Regions from separate parts of the Arachis hypogaea genome. Here regions 1 and 3 are each linked to region 2. A link is a contact called in public Hi-C data. All regions are on one chromosome and are shown on one strand. The core of a region is the stretch at or near the end of the contact, and the rest is flanking DNA. Distances in the headings are between cores, read along the strand shown.

The links. Hi-C and Micro-C count contacts between places; a contact is called where the count stands out from the background.
Region 1: a Hi-C map of leaf shows a contact between it and region 2, with 2.3 times the contacts expected there. The contact joins the promoter of LOC112784121 here to the promoter of LOC112786728 in region 2. A contact is called at or near these places in 4 of 8 Hi-C or Micro-C datasets (leaf and an unstated tissue).
Region 3: a Hi-C map of an unstated tissue shows a contact between it and region 2, with 4 times the contacts expected there. The contact joins the enhancer-like site here to the promoter of LOC112786728 in region 2. A contact is called at or near these places in 3 of 8 Hi-C or Micro-C datasets (leaf and an unstated tissue).

The regions. Positions count from the first base shown.
Region 1 is chr20:20,652,823-20,656,339 of arahy.Tifrunner.gnm2.J5K5, reverse strand. It overlaps LOC112784121, which reads right to left and starts at 1,872. Exons shown (of 8, transcript XM_025827240.2): 1 at 1,360-1,872; 2 at 283-330.
Region 2 is chr20:20,398,569-20,401,981 of arahy.Tifrunner.gnm2.J5K5, reverse strand. It overlaps LOC112786728 (inactive TPR repeat-containing thioredoxin TTL3), which reads right to left and starts at 1,865. Exons shown (of 5, transcript XM_025830099.2): 1 at 289-1,865. The coding sequence starts at 1,202.
Region 3 is chr20:20,208,620-20,212,105 of arahy.Tifrunner.gnm2.J5K5, reverse strand. No RefSeq gene overlaps it. Among protein-coding and RNA genes, the nearest start is that of TRNAM-CAU, 12 kb to the right of the region's middle. Within about 2 kb of position 1,280, at least 2 of the 3 cell types and tissues checked have open chromatin away from gene starts, as enhancers often do.

The DNA of each region.
Region 1 (3,517 bases), core at 623-3,122, 250 kb before region 2:
TCTAATTACTGTTTCATTGGTTCAACCGGAAAAACCGTTATGTAATAAACACCTGATTCTATAAAAATTCAATGAATAGAGCAACTGGTTCTAAACACTCTTCTACTGCATTTTTTTTACTTCAAAAGGGGATCATAAACAACTAGTTCTATGAATAAACAAACTACAATATAGGCCAATGATATGCAATGCCAAAAATAGGCCAATGATGAAATAATAAAGGGTTTCTCTTTTCAATTCTAAGTTCAAGCTTGTAGCAAACCAGAATCAACAAAGTAATACCGTTGAATTAGTCTTCCTTCTGAATTCTTATATACCTCAAAGAATTTCCTACAAAATGAAAATTGAACACAACACACAGCCTTAAAACAAAAACAAAACAACACTCAGAAATCATCAACGCTTCCAACCACAGCCTTAAAACAAAACAGAACAAGATTCAGAGCTTGAGCATTGATCACAAAAAATTGATTTCTGAAACAAAACAAAAATTGCAGAACAACATTCAGAGTTTGAGCATTGATCACAAAAAATTGATTTCTGAAACAGAACAAACAATCAACAAAACAATGAAAACAGAATTTTTTTTCCCTTTAGAAGAAGAAAACAATGAAAACATGAAGCATATAATAAATCAATGATCACCAACATCCAGCAATAATCTCAAAGACAACAATAAATACACAACAACAATTTAGCAAATAAACAAGAACAAGACCTAAATAGAAAATTCAACAAATTAAATCGCAGCAACCTAACAATTTAGCAAATTAAAACAACAGCAGCCCAACAATTTAGCAAATTATCAACTTAAGAAGTTCAAGAACAGAAAATCACAACAAAAACAAAAAAAAAATTAAAATTAACAAAAGAACAACAGCACAACAACCCAAGAACAATTAGCAAATTAACAAGTTTACAATAACAGTTAAAATTTACCAGAAGAACACTAATGCAAGTGGAATCATCATGCTAATATGTTTTCTGCAAAGATGCTATTTGTGCAGCTAAAATTTCCTAATTACTAAGATCCAATTATTCTAATTTCACATGCAATCAACTTTCTAAGTTTCTAAAAGCTAGAAATTATAAAACCAACCAGAAATATGGTTAAAGCATTTCATCAAACATGTTGAGTGCGGTAAAATTAAAACGAAATAAGAGAATTCAAAGCTTAAAATCAATGTGATAGAGAAGAGAACATAACTATTGTAACTTCAATTCAGTCAATGAAAAAATCCAAACCACTACCAAATCAAATAGTTACTTATTGTAATAGAAATCAGAAATTGCAGAGTTTGAATTAGAGTATTGGTGTTGTGTGAGTGTATTGTCTGGTGGCGGGTTTAGGGAACTCACGGCGGCGACAAAAGAGAGCAGTTCGACGGCTAGGTGGAGCGCGCGGCTTGGTCGCAGAGTTTGAAGCAGAGCAACGTGGCTTCCAGACGAACGCAAATGCGAACTCGAACGGTGAACGGCGAGTAAACGCGAACGGTGAACGCCAAGCGAACGTGAACGGCAAACAATCGGCGACGGAAGCGCGGCTGAGCAGACAAAGACGACGGACGCCGAGCTCGAGGAAGCAGCCGCGATCGGTGACAGCGAACAGGGGTTGAAGACTTGGAGCACGAGGGAAGCTAGATAGACGGACGGATGGCGACCTTTTTTATGCGACGGACGGCGGCAGTATGCCACTCCTTGCGGCGGTGGTGTAGGCTTACAGTGATAGGGTTTTTTGGCTGGGTTTGTGTGATTTCTTTCTGAATGAAAGAAAGAAAGGGAGAGAGGGAGACAGAAACGAAGGAGCTTCCGTGTTTGTGTAAACCGGCCGGGTTCCACTTCGGTCCACCGGCCAGTTCTCGACCGGTTCAATGGTTTTACATGCCTGACCAGACCATTAATATTGTCGGTTCGCAATTGAACTGGTCTGATCGGTCGGTCCGGTTTGGTTTTAGAACATTGACAGTAAATAAAAATATAGAAATTTAAAAATAAGTTCATACGTCTCGGTCCAACCTTGGTGGCACAAGCTTAAAGGCGGTGGTGCGCCTGGGATCGCAGTGGTGGCTGCTGCAACACTGCGGACGGAGATGGTATTGTGTGTCTTGGTAATGGATGATTGGTGTTTCTTTGTGAGATTGCATAAATTTTTTCTTTCTTTCTTATATTTTTGGATTGAGCATTTTTCTTTTTGGGTTTTGGGTCAAGGCTGACAGACCAGCCCAACCCAGAAAGAACTTTGAGACCCACCAACCCGAAATGCTCTACAGCGAAACTCCCTTCTTCCTAAGGGTGGTAATGGGTAGGGTAGGGTAGGGTTTGGATACAACCTTAACCCTACCCACAAGTTGAAATTTTTATATAAACTCAACCATATCTTATACGCGGGTTGAGAATATCCTAACCCTAACCCTATCCGCGGGTTACCAAAAAGATACAATATTATTATATATCTTAATGATAATTTAAAATAGAACTGACTTTTATGTAAATAAAAACGTATTAAATTATAAATTAGTGATATTCTCTTAGTGACTAAGGATTTTTTCCATTTAGTGAGAGGTTTTTGGTTTAACATCCACTTGAAACATATTTTTCTATAAGTATATAATATATAAATGTATAGGGTGCAAATAGGGGTCCTACCCAAATCCTACCCGCACCCTACCCGACTGAGTTGGGTCAGGTTGGGTACCCGTGGGTAAGGTGCATGTTGCCACCCCTACTTCTTCCTCGACCCAAAGACGCCACTTCTCTTTAACGCAACCTTCGTCACTCCTCACTGCGGATGCCCGCCGCCCAGACGCTGGTTTCGCCGTGACTACTGCAACCTCTAGTCCGACGTCCTCAAAGCCCGTTGACAAAACCAGGTATCTTTAAAATTCAGTTCCTACTCACCCCCAATAATCTTTAAAATTCAACATAAAACAATTTTTAAAATTTATAAAACCTTGAAAATCATTCAAATATAAATCAAATTAAAAAACATGGGGCGAGTAGGGGTAGAGATGGCAACAGATCCTCATAGAGTGGGGACATGTCTTTGTCCTTAGTTTTTAAAAACTCTTCTCGGCCGTGCCATATTTTCGCGATGGGTAATGGAGATCTCGTATCCGTTGGATACTCGGATCTTCTCAGATATTCGTATTACATGAAGTATGAATCACACAACAGTAATAGTATAGGCAGTTAGTTATTAGATGTTATATTTCTAGTAAGTTTTGACTTGAGAGTTAGTTATGAGGCAGTTAGTGATAATTGAATTAGTTATTAGAAAATTATTTTTAGTTGGAAAATGTGTTAAATTAGTTAGTATATAAGCTTAGAAAATGAGATTAGAAACTTGAGGATTGTTCTTGTAAGTCTGATTTGTGAAGCTAGTAAGAGAACTACACTCTTCTCTTTTTAGCTCTTTTTCTCCTCACATGTTTGATCTATTCTATTTTTCTACTCTTTGAACTCACAATTTTCTCATGATGCGGTGAGCATGGAAGAGAAGTAGAAAAATGTAAGAACG
Region 2 (3,413 bases), core at 616-3,115:
ATATTAGCAATACATTAAAATTGTATGTAAATGAAATACAAGAGACAATGAGATCGCGGGAGATGCTGAAAAATCTCTTATAGGTTATTGTTATCACCTTAATTATCAATTTTTATTGAAGCAACAAAAAGAGAATGAAGTAGAATAAGAAATTTCTCTTATTCTATAAATACCTAAGAATCTCTCTCATATATACAAGGAAAATAATTAGAGATGCATGTTGGAAGATGTATATTGAGAAACATAATCTTTTTTCTACTGAAAGGAAAGTGCTGCATGGATACTTACCTAAAGTACAAGTTTCCCAATCGTTGATGAGCTCTTTGGTAATGCTGATCAATTCGAATGGCTTCTCTACATTCAAACACAGCCTCCAAAAGCCTTCCAAGAGCTGTTAATGCTGCACTTTTATTGCTTCTATAAGCAGCCTTATTAGGATCAATTGCAATTGCTGCATCATACAGAGCCAATGCCTCAGCAAAGTTCCCATTCTTATAATCCTCATTCCCCATTATCTTCAACTGTTCAGGGTCCATTCTAGTAGACACAGCCCTACAAAGTGAACCTGATTCTTCTTTACTATTCCTAGTAACCTTTTTATTCCTATTATTGTTACTACCACCACCATTTTCCACTTTATCCATTGGAATGTTTGAACTAGGATAATTTGTTCCTCCTCCTCCTTGTCCAAGGTTACCTAAGTTACCATATATCATCACATTGCTAGAAGCTCGAACAAGCTTGTTGCTTCCCTTCGGCTTCTGGTAATCGTTTAACATGCTATCAAGCTCACCGGATATTCCAACGGCATCTTTTGGAACCTTTCTTCCCTGATTGACATATCCTTGTACAGGTGACACCTTCGACGACCTAGATGACGAACACACTGCCATTGATGCTGCTGCTGCCTCATCATGTTGTTGTTGTTTTCTTTGGTGGTTTTGGTTTACACTTACAACTACATGCTTTTGGCTCTGGGGAGTGTTGGAATTGCTTGATGCAGAAGAAGCAGATCTTCGGGCATCATCAGAGACATCACTCTGTGGCCGTTTCGAATCTTTGGTTTTTGATGGTTGCTTCCCATGATTATGAGCATCATCATTACCAGAATATCTTTCAGTTTTGCTCCTAGATGAGCCGCGCCTGCGAAGCAATGATGATAGCAAACCACAACCTCTGCTTTCTGGTGAAGTGTCTCTCATTTTGTTTTTCCCTCACTAATTTTCCTTGAATGTGTTCTAAGACTTATGTTTTTCTATACAGATTTGGCTATTGAGGATGATAATGGATGATCATTAGTGTTTTTAACAAGAGTAATGAAAATTCTATGTGATGTGAACTTGTCCTGATAAATCTAGTGAAATGGGAAACATTTCAAATTCAGACATTACAACAACCACTTGGAATGCAAAAGTAATTCAGAGATCGAAATGAACCCTTATGGCTAAGGATTATAAGCCCAATAATATTTCCAGCAGATAATTCTAATTTCTAAAGAACCTCCTCCTGGAAAGGCTGCAAGGGAATGGTTTTTTTTTTTTTTAATAAATTCTCTAATCTAAAAAAAATGGATAAAAAGAACCAAATGGCATGATCTCCAAAAGGAAAACTTATGGGGAAAAGGGAAGAAAAGAACGACGAAACGAAAATCTGTTATTCTATTGATGTATATACATTGCTCTAGCTGGCTTTCAATTTCCTTCTCAATATTTTTGTTTTTTCAGGTTAGTTTCATCGGAACAAGAAAAGCATTAGACCCGGTCTTGGTTACAACTCACAAGAAGGATGTCCAAAATTATGGGAATGATTAGGTTTGTTATCTGTTTTGTTTCCTTGTAAGTTGTAACCTCAAATGGCTGTAACATGCCAAAATCATAAGCACATAGCTACATATTATAGGATTATTTTATATGGACACTAAAACTCAATTATTAATGATTAAGTGGTCACCATATAAAATAAAAAAATACTAGTCATTAAAATTAATTTTATATATTTGTGTATAAATATATGAGTAATTTAATTTATTTTTAATGTATGTATAGCTAATATGTATTTTATATTTGTAGTTAATTTTAGTATATCTCTAATATAATTTTTTTATTATTTTGATATTACCATGGTTGATTATTTTATGGTGTAATATTTCATTATTTTGGCTGCTAATTTCTTGTTAAAAAAATGTATGAAATAAGATTCCAACTTAGATTAATTGATGAATATATGATTATCATTTATAAATGAACATATAGACTAAATTAGGGCATGAAGATGAAAAGATTAGTCTTTATGGGGATAATAGTTGTGCGAGATAATTATTCTAATAGCTAATTTACTGTTAAAAAAGGACATAAACTACGGATGTCAATGGAGCAGGGCAGGGGCAGGGGATGCCTCCTTGCTCCCCATCCCCGTCCCCAGATTAGCTCCTGTTTTCGTCTCCGTTTTCTGCCGTGAGAGAGTATTGCTCTTCATCTTCATTTTTCACAGAGCCCCATTCTCCACGGGGACCCCATTTTTCATTTATCTGATAATTCTAACTAATTATTAATTTTCATATGAATAGAGTTGCAAGTATCCATCCTATACAAAAACAGCAAGATTTTATACAAAAAATCTAAACGACAAGATGGTGACTTCTTTCGAAATGATGTAGTGGGCAGACGCAATGGCGAGCTAGAGGACAGAACAGTGGATGAGGTGGGAGATGCGGGAACAGAGAGGAGAATGGACACGACGGTAGAGTTACGAAAAGGAACACCGCAAATAGAGAGCACGATGCAGTGAGGGTGATAGCACGGTGAGGTGTGATGATGCGGTGAGAAGGGAGAGTAGCGAGAGGGTGGCTGCAGAGAGGTTGGATGGAGTATGGACAGCATTAGGGATCTTTGAATTGAAGAAGGGTTATGCAAATGAGGATTAGGATAATCAACTATTAAGGACAATTCAATAAATTTATGAATTTTGGGGATTAGCGGGGACAGGGCAGGGATCCCGCTCGGATTCCTGCGCCTGCCTCGGAGAAATTTTGTCCCCCGTCTCCATCTCCGCAGAAAAAATTTCTCCACAGTCGAATCCCCATTCAAGACAGTCCCCGCAGGGATCCCCGCATCCCGGAAAGTTTTGCCATCCCTAACATAGACACTACTATATTCTCTATGATATGAATTCAATTTCAGTAATCTTAATAGTGTAATTAAAATTTTAAAGACTATTTTAATATACATGTCTAATCTTAAAATGCATACTATAGTATTTATACTATGGTTACTATAGTAATAACAGCATTTTTAAAATTTTGATAAAATCTAAAGAATATTTTTTATTATATAACAATATTTTTTAATTTAAAAAATAATTATTACTAAAATATAAAAAATATGATTTTAATTTTAATAAAACACATAAAATAG
Region 3 (3,486 bases), core at 31-2,530, 190 kb after region 2:
ATGGAAAAAAAATATATTATGAGTATATACACGCAAATCGTTTTAAAGAGATTATATTCTCTTGTGTACAAAAATTTATACATCAATAATAATGCCACAACGTGCAATTTAGAGAAAGTTTCACAAACTTGTTTTACTAAAAACTAAAGCGGTTAAAAGAAAAGTGTGAGTATTGAGATTTGAGAGACATTATTTGCAACGGTTTCGCTACGTTACCAACAGTATATCTGCCAACTTCTGCCAACTCTTATTTATAATTGTGTTTCATGGAAGTATATTCGTGGATGTATCTAATAAAAATATCTTTTTTATAGCTGTGTTTAATAGAAGTGTCTTTATAAATATATTTTATGGATGTGTCTCTTTATATATATATTTAAAATATATTAATTATTAGACACATCTACGAACACACTTCCATCAAACACAATTATAAATAAGAGTTGGCAGAAGTTGGCAGATAATATGTTGGTACCTATACTTTTCCTATTTGCAAAATGCAAATTCTTATTCTGACCATCATTGACCTCCGTTGCACTTATTAGTTATTAGGTGATACTTTATCGATTTCATAATATTTGTTACTGTTACTTACACATCAATTAAGGAATTTAATTTAAGAATTAATTAAAAAATTAAAGAGTTTAATAAAATACTCTTTATTATGTTATGTGTATATATAAGAAAATAATCATAATTCAATCACTAGTGATATCTCATAAAGAATATATGCTACTATAAATAGATTTAATTATTTATTCTTTACAATTTTAATTATTCTACTATATGATATATTCAATTATTTTGGTGGTTAATTATTTAATTAAAAAATTATATATATAATTTAAGAATGATTTTTATTATACATAGAGCATTATATATGTATTAATGTATGTATGTATGTATGCACGTATACCAATTTTATTTGTTTTCTTTTTGTGATTTTTGAAAGACAGGTAGCATATATATCGTATACATCCATTCCAGCCCTAAAGTTCAATTGATAGATCGAATTTATGCACAGTAGACATGTTTGTTTTTAGAAACTTTTCCTCTGTATGTTGATGGATATAAGTTAAAGTAATAAGATGCATGACCCCAGCAACTAGTTTTTACTCATGGAAATTGCCAATTGCTCTTTTTTAGTCACAAAAGTCAACGGGAGGCAAACACTTTTCTTTTAGTTTTTTTCTTTTTTCTTTTTTGGCACTTATATATATAGAAGAAAGAACCACCATGAGATCTCTTCTTTAATCATTATCTTACGGTAATATGATTTTAGTGAATAGAGGAAACACAGACACTCAAAAAATTTGCATCAATATAATATACACGTGTTGTCTACTACTTCATGTGTTTGGCAAATGGGTAATCTACCTTAATTTGCGGCTTCTTGATTCTTTCATTTATATTAGTACCTATATACAAATCTTTTTTTGGTTTAGACATAAGAGTCCATTAGTGTATAACTCTATATTACATGTGAAGTGTAATAATAATAATTAATTATATCCTGAATTTGTTAATAATAGTATTAATATATGTCATGAAATCACTCATCTCAAAAGTTTAAACTGATAGACGAATGGTTATATCTTTAATAAAACAGTTGAGTATGTTAGTAATTTCTTCTCTAATTCAATAATAAGTTAATTAATATTATTCATTTGTTCTATAATAGCTTCTATCTTGTAAATTGTAACTCATGTAAGGTTTTCTTTGTACTCACTGTCAATACAATCCTGTTTTTCATTCATATCTTCTCTTCTCGTTTTTTTTTTTACTGATCAAATTAAATACCTTCGTCACTATCTATCTCGCTTGATCAAAGTCATAATATATACGTGTGTGCATACGATTATATTTTAAAAAGAGAAATGTTATAGTTTTGTATATTTTTCGTATTTTTTATTTTTGGTAATAAAATGATTGATAAAAAGTTAGACAAAAATAAAAGTTTATCTTTTATAATTTATAATATAAAAAATGTACAAAATAAATATTAAAATATATACAAAAAATAGTATTCTCCTGTGAAATGTGCTAAGCTATTAGTTGTTGCCTAGAAAAGCCTTGGGAAAAATACGGTGTATGTATACTTGTTTGGAATTATCTATATTCATCCATCACATTAATGCTAATTATTTGTTTACGAAATAATGTATTTGATGAATAAAAAAATTAAAGAAATTATCAGTTAAAATAGTATTTATAACCAATAGTGAGTTAACATAAATCAGACCACAAACGACTTTTGAAAAGGAATACTATTGGGTGTCCAAAAGTAGTGAATTTGAAGAGAGAGAGAGAGAGAGAGAGAGAGAGAGAGAGAGAGAGAGAGAGAGAGAGAGAGAGAGAGAGAGAGAGAGAATACACATCTATTTTATGTCTATACATACGTTCTTAAAATAAATGCTGATGTAATTGTTGATCTAGCATTTTCTTTATTATAAAGTATAGACTTATAATTTATAAATAAAGTTTGCATTGAAATTAATAATAAAGAAAAAAGTAGTAACTATTTGTATTTGTCTCTTGAATCTAATACATCATCTCTTAGTTATAAAAAAAAAAAAAAAAAAAAAAAAAAACCATATCAAGTAGTTGCATTAATCAAAAGATTATTAAAAAAGTTAATAATTCCGAAATGATTGATATTATGAAAAAGTCATGCATCTCAAATCAAGGAGATTAGTTGTGGTAGTTGTTGTTGTTACTTCATTACTACTATATATGCATTGTCATCCCTAGTTTTCTCACACTATCTTATATAATGAGTAAGTGGGTCAGGGGTGATTTTCATGAACCCTACTATGTCTGCCACTATCCTTTATTTTCAGTAACCCCAGCCATTGAAATAATAATGCTCATACCGGCCATTGCCCATTGCCTCTCCCCTTTTTCTTTTTTCTTTTTTTTTTTTTTAACGATATCGTCCAGTTTAGCATGTCAAGATTAATCTTTGCAGGTCTAAACTTCATTGAAGAATTTATTTTTAATTAATAAGTTGTTACATACACAAGATAAGATTCAAATTATTAATACTTATTTAAGTGGACTAATGAATTAATTATTCCGACCAATTCAAATTAATTGCATTGGTCTCTCCGTATATATACTTTGTTACAATTTTTCAACATAGAGAAAAATTAAAGACAACAAAAATAATAATATGTAAAAGTATCAAGTATTTGAGAGCTATGCTGGCATGGATTTTATTCATGGGTTTACAATGTTGCGCAGATTATATGATGCCCGACAAGAATTATGATTTATTAGGAGAATTATGCTATGTTTTAGGACAAAAAATCTGAAAGTATTTACAAATTTGATTAATTAATATTATTAATATTATTGATATTATTATTAATATTATTAATATTAATAAATGATTATTAACTGTTTAGTACTATTTGGTTGAAAGAACACAACTTTTTAAGAATTGTGTGTGTTTAAAACATTGTATCTATTGGCTAAAGGGACCAA